Linked DNA regions of Mus musculus: region 2 is linked to region 1. A link is a contact called in public ChIA-PET data. All regions are on one chromosome and are shown on one strand. Each heading gives the region's core, a stretch centred on a gene start, on an enhancer-like site or on the middle of the called end of the contact. The rest is flanking DNA. Distances are from core to core; before and after follow the strand shown.

Region 1 (3,025 bases), core at 501-3,000:
AATTTAACTGAGTTGAACAAAATATATTTCTTTCAAATAATCATAAAAGACAATCGGTAAAACTGCCTTGCAAGCCTATTTACTCCCCCACCATCACCACCCCGGAGAGGTGAAAAAAAAAATTAATTGTACACAGTGGGCTTTGTCAATATCGTCAATTCCAATTAAATCTAACTTTGTATGGAGGAGGAGCATGTAGCAGTTTAGCTTGTCGCTCAACTCTCTTTAAACATACACTTACTAAAATAGAGCAAAAGAAAGTTTCTTGGTCTTGTGGCCTCTTGGGTCATTTATGCCCATGATATTTTGTCATCTGAGCCTCACTCTGGGTGTCAGGGACTGAACTCAAGGCCTCAGGTGCTGGGCAAACTGACCTCTATCTGCAGCCCAACCCCACCTCTCCAAGATAAACCTTGAGGATGTACAAGGCACGATGTCCTGCAGTCTCCCATAGATTGGGGCTGTGTTGCCCATTATGGCAAAAAGACCAACTTTAAGAATCCAAAATTTCAAGAAGGACTCAACAGGAGTTAACCACAGCTCTGTAAGCTCTTTGGAGTCAATTGTCTTGTCAGAGCTTCTTGTCTCTGAAAGCCTATGGCTCCACGCATTCAGCGAGCACTGTTGCATTGTTTCCTAAGACAGGGAAACACCGAGGAAGGAATAGAGAGTATTGGTGCCATACTCCTTTAATCCCAGCACTGGGGAGGAGAGGCAGGTGGATCTCTGAGTTCGAGACCAGCCTGGACTACAGAGTAAATTCCAGGACAATCAGGGGTACACAAAGCAGCTGTCTAAAATCCAGTATATAATTTACTCTAGGATAGAGATATATAGATGATAGGTAGATAGATGAACACACATGCAGCTGCTTGTATTACGAATGATTATGTCCCCCAAAACTGTTTATACGCAAGGGTCTGCACTTAGCTTCTAGCTTCTGGGAACATGCCCCCAGTTGATTATGATTAGTTAATAAAGATGCCGGCAGCCAACAGTTGGGGAGGACAGACAAAGGCGGGCTTTTAGGAGTCCCAGGCTTGGGAGCAGGGGAAGGAGAAGAGGAGACCTGCCCTGCTTGAGCAAAGTGTGGAGAAAGGAGAGACAGAGGCCACCATGGGGTAGAGAAGCAAGGAGAGCCCCCAGGGTCTAAGCCAAGAAAGGGCAGCCCAGAGGGCACCACAAATGGGTCCGGAGGCCAAGATGGAGCATAGCAGTTAAAAGAATTATCGGTGGAAGCCGGGAGTGGTGGCGCACGCCTTTAATCCCAGCACTTGGGAAGCAGAGGCAGGCGGATTTCTGAGTTCGAGGCCAGCCTGGTCTACAAAGTGAGTTCCAGGACAGCCAGGGCTACACAGAGAAACCCTGTCTCGAAAAACCAAAAAAGAAAAAAGAAAAAAAAAAAGAGTTATTGTGAGAGGTAGATTCTAGCAGCATGGAAGCTAGGCAGTCCACCCAGCTATTGTGCTGCTTAGGGCATATTAAAATATAAAGGCTGTGTGTGTGTGTGTGTGTGTGTGTGTGTGTGTGTGTGTGTGTGTGTGTTTATTCAGTAGCATAAACCGCTAAGGTAGGAAGTAACTTGTGCCAGGATTTATTAATTAGTAAATTAATTCAACACATACATACATACATACATACATACATACATACATACATACATACAGTTTGGAGGACATAAGACACTCCCTAGGGCAGTCGCAGGAACATGCTATCAGCTCACCACTGTATCAAGTAGGAAGTGGCTGAAAGACGACGCCCAGGTTTTCTCTTGACAGCTTCCTCAATGCCAGGCTTGGCCCAACCCACCACAGTGCATTCCAGCCGCCGCAGTCCTTAGATTCTCACGTGGTGAAGTGAGAAAATAAACCCAAGTGTCTGTGTTTGTACAAAGCAGATCTAAATTAGCCAGGTCTGAGGTTATGTCCACACCGCCATCAGCTGACAGGGCTGCCCCCAGCTTGCTGCCCTGGGACAGACAAAGGGGGGACGGGGGGCAGGAGTCAACTAAAACAAACAAGCAAACACTAAAGCATCCTGGATTCCCGAGTCTCAGAGTCTTCCTGACAGTAAGCTGCATCCCCAGCAAATCCCTCAAGGGGTGGGCCTAGTTCTGTAGCTACACAGCATCATTTCCTCTGGGCTCTTCCCTACCGAGGATGACAAACTTCAGCCCTTAGGGCGTTTGCTATAGAACAAGACCTGAGTTGTGTTGAGACTTGAACCAACCTTCGACTTGGACAAACAGAAAAACTGAGGCTCACAGATTCGTTTCTGTCCCTCTCCATCTGCACAGTCTTCAGTCATGCTGGCTACCATGTTCTCTTCTGCTGAAGAAATTGCCTTAGAAAACATGAAGCACTTGCCATGGCTGCCCAAGGTGCTGAGAGTAAGTGAGGGTCCAGGTCCAGGTCCAGCCCTGAGCAAAGGCTCAGAGAACACTGAGAGAAGAAGGTAGAGAGGATGGGATGGGAGAGGCCTGCAGATGCCCTCTGCTGAACCTGACACAGCCCGTGAAGTCACACACGCACAAAAGCTACAGCAGTTCTTGGCCCTGGACCTGCGTAAAGCTGCTCTGTCAATGGTCAGTCATGTGTCTGCCGGCTGATAACTCTGGACACCTGGAAAAATCTTTGAATCTGTCTTTCATGTGTACCCACCAGCAAAAAGGGGTTCTTGTCATGGCACCAATGTTGTGTGTTATAAAAAGAAAAAGAAGCCAGGGATATGTTTGGTGGAGGTGCAGTATGGTGTGGGGGAAGGGGCCACCTCTGTGGGCCTATGCTGAGGCATTCCTTCCCCATGAGGTACCAGCTAGGTGTGGCCTTGCTGAAGGAAGTGTGTCACTAGGGGTGGGCTTTAAGGTTCAAATGCTCAAGCCAGGCACAGTGTTGTTCTCTCTCCTCCTATTGCCTCCTAATCCACATTTAGAACTCTTAGAAGCCTGTCCAGTACCGTGTCTGCCTGTGCACTGCCACACTTCCCACCACGATGAACTGCAGACCAGCCCCAATGAAATGCTTTC
Region 2 (2,983 bases), core at 285-2,784, 380 kb before region 1:
CTTATCTATCACTAACCTTGAAGGCAAAGGTTTATCTTTATCTTCTTCATTCATAGCCGTACCCTGGGCTCTTAAAGGCGTACACAGAACATAAGCAGCGCACGGTACCGTTTGCTGTTGGATGCTCGGGGCTGGATCCCTCTGCCAGCTCCGAACTCATCTTCACTATTAACATATCCTCCATACCAAGCAGAGTTCCGGGTCCACAATAAATATTCAATAAATGTTTGCTAATTAGTGAACTGATTAATGATTAATGGGTTAATTAAGAAACTAATGAAACACTTTAACAAGGAGCAAAGCTTTAGCTGGGGGAGCTCCCCATTACTAAACACAGAGAAGCACCTCTTCCCTCGCTACTGGTATTTCCCCTCTGTCCTCCTGCTAGGATTTTCCTAGCCTTCCTCTTAGCTTAAACTCGCCTTCCATGCTCCAGTTAGCTAGATCTGGACACAGTTTTAGAGGCTTATAGAGGAACAGCTACCAAAGGCAATTTGTGTATATTTGTGTGTGTGTGTGTGTGTGTGTGTGTGTGTGTGTGTGTGTGTGTGTAAGTGTATCCATGTTTGCATGTCAAGTAGGGGTATGCATGCTCATCTGGCTAGCCAGCTTGCTCTGTCTATCTGTCCCTAATGCTCTGCTCCATGAGATTATAAACAGATTATATGTCACATGAAACTTTTGAAATTGACATATCTCAAAGCACCACTCTAGTACCTAGTACACACACACACACACACACATGCACACACACACATACACACATACATGTAAACACATGTGAAACCTGCCCACATACTTGAAGAACATCCACTGATCTTAAATGGAGGTTCTTCAAATATTAAATAGAGGTTCTTTAAATATTAGTATTTGAGGAAAACATAACCTTGCTGTATTTGGAAGCTTAATTGTAATTTATCCTAATCTACATCATTATGTAAAAGCATACATAGCGTGAGTGACTATGAGTTAATTAATGCCTATGTAACTGTAATTTAATAAATGCATATGTAATTGTAAGTTAATACAGGTGTAACCATGGCCAGCCCAATCCCCTCTCATTCACAGGATTTCTTATGACTAGTGTTACCAGAAGGAAAAAAAGGTAAGATCAAATAAAATATGAGTTTCTCTTTTAAATAGTTACCACCCAGAAAATCATTTTGAAAACTTTGCTCACTTCCTCTGTTTCAGATGTAAAGGGGACAGTCTCTCAGATGACACCCACCCTGCCTCACCCGTTCGGCATGTGATCCTCTCTCAGAAGGCCTTGGGCTCAAATGAAAGCTGCAACTTGAAGTCCCACACAGAAATCTTGAAAGGCCAAATATCTATTCCCCTAGCACGGCCTTCAGAGCCCGGGGGCTCTGTGGTTCTTCTTTGAACTGGCCTTCAAAGTTAAGGTCTTCTGCCACCTGCTCTCTGTCCCACTGCTGGGGGCCTCTGGAGGTCAGACCCCTGTGAAGCCACACTCTGAGCTTTGTGGGCTCGGCAGGCATGTCGCTGGTGCTGAGGATGGTTACCGGATAGCTTGTTCTCTCCCTTGTTAGTTTCAGAACAAAGATCACTGCGGTCTTGACGCACAAGGAGAGCGAGAGCCTTTCAAGATGATTTTGAAAGTGACTTTGCTGTGCTTTTGGAGCAGGGAGTCATCGGAGGTGGGGGAGGGGTACAGAGGGCCTCTGCGCTAGCACCCAGTCCTACGAGCCTCTGTGGTCAAGGGGACTTGGGACTCTGCTGCATTTCTTTTTTTTTTATTTAATATTTTTTATTATTATGTATTTTCCTCAATTACATTTAGAATGCTATCCCAAAAGTCCCTCATACCCTCCCCCCCAGTTCCCTACCCACCCATTCCCATTTTTTGGCCCTGGCGTTCCCCTGTACTGGGGCATATTAAGTTTGTGTGTCCAATGGGCCTCTCTTTCCTGTGATGGCCGACTAGGCCATCTTTTGATACATATGCAGCTAGAGTCAAGAGCTCAGGGGTACTGGTTAGTTCATAATGTTGTTGCACCTATAGGGTTGCAGATCCCTTTAGCTCCTTGGGTACATTTTCTAGCTCCTCCATTGGGGGCCCTGTGCTCCATCCAATAGCTGACTGTGAGCATCCACTTATGTGTTTGCTAGGCCCCGGCCTAGTCTCACAAGAGACAGCTATATCAGGGTCCTTTCAGCCAATGCTTGCTAGTGTATGCAATGGTGTCATCTTTTGGAGGCTAATTATGGGATGGATCCCTGGATATGGCAGTCTCTAGATGGTCTATCCTTTTGTCTCAGCTCCAAATTTTGTCTCTGTAACTCCTTCCATGGGTGATTGTTTCCAATTCTAAGAAGGGGCAAAGTGTCCACACTTTGTGTTTTGCAAATTGTATCTCTAAAACCTGAACTATGAAACATGTTTGCTCTTTAACTCCTGGCATAAAGGAAGGAAGGGAGGGAGGGAAAGAGGGAGGAAGGGAGAGAGGGAGGAAGGGAGGGAGGGAGGAAGGGAGGGAGGGATATTCAAACAAGCAACCTCCCTCCAGTATCCTTCCTCTGGCACCATCCACTTTGTTTTGCTTTTTGACATGGGGTCTCTCACAGGCCTACACAACACCAAGTAGGCTAAGCTTGCTTGAGAGTAAGTCCCAGGAATCCTCCTGTCTCAGCTTCCCCGGAAGCACATATCACATGTCCAACTTATATACATGGGTTGGGGGCTCAAACTCAGATCTTTATTCTTTAAAGACAAGCACTTTGCTGGGGGTGGGGGTGGGGGTGGTGCCTGTCTGTTTAGCCTTCAAGGGAAGTACTTGGCTAAGGGGCTGTCTGTCTGTCTGTGTGTCTAGCAGTCAGAGACTTTATCTTGGCAAAACTTACCTCAATCCTCTGCCATAGCCATTCTGTTTCCCACAGTCTCAGTCTCTCTCCTCTCCTCTCCTCTCCTCTCCTCTCCTCTCCTCTCCTCTCCTCTCCTCTCCTCTCCTCTCCTCTCCTCTCC

The links. ChIA-PET counts read pairs in DNA pulled down with a chosen protein or histone mark.
Region 2: a contact with region 1 is called in an RNA polymerase II ChIA-PET map of memory CD8 T cells, with 5 read pairs. The contact joins two enhancer-like sites. A contact is called at or near these places in 3 of 115 datasets of contacts at active chromatin or transcription factors (CD8 T cells, large pre-B cells and memory CD8 T cells) and 1 of 9 other capture datasets (embryonic stem cells).

Annotation. Positions count from the first base shown.
Region 1 is chr6:144,915,486-144,918,510 of GRCm38.p6, forward strand. No RefSeq gene overlaps it. Among named protein-coding and RNA genes, the nearest start is that of Gm32124, 19 kb to the left of the region's middle. Within about 2 kb of position 1,751, at least 52 of the 459 cell types and tissues checked have an H3K27ac peak or open chromatin away from gene starts, as enhancers often do. A contact at or near this core is called in memory CD8 T cells, where this site is marked.
Region 2 is chr6:144,539,952-144,542,934 of GRCm38.p6, forward strand. It overlaps a transcript of Sox5 not described here. Among named protein-coding and RNA genes, the nearest start is that of Sox5os3, 130 kb to the right of the region's middle. Within about 2 kb of position 1,535, at least 20 of the 459 cell types and tissues checked have an H3K27ac peak or open chromatin away from gene starts, as enhancers often do. A contact at or near this core is called in memory CD8 T cells, where this site is marked.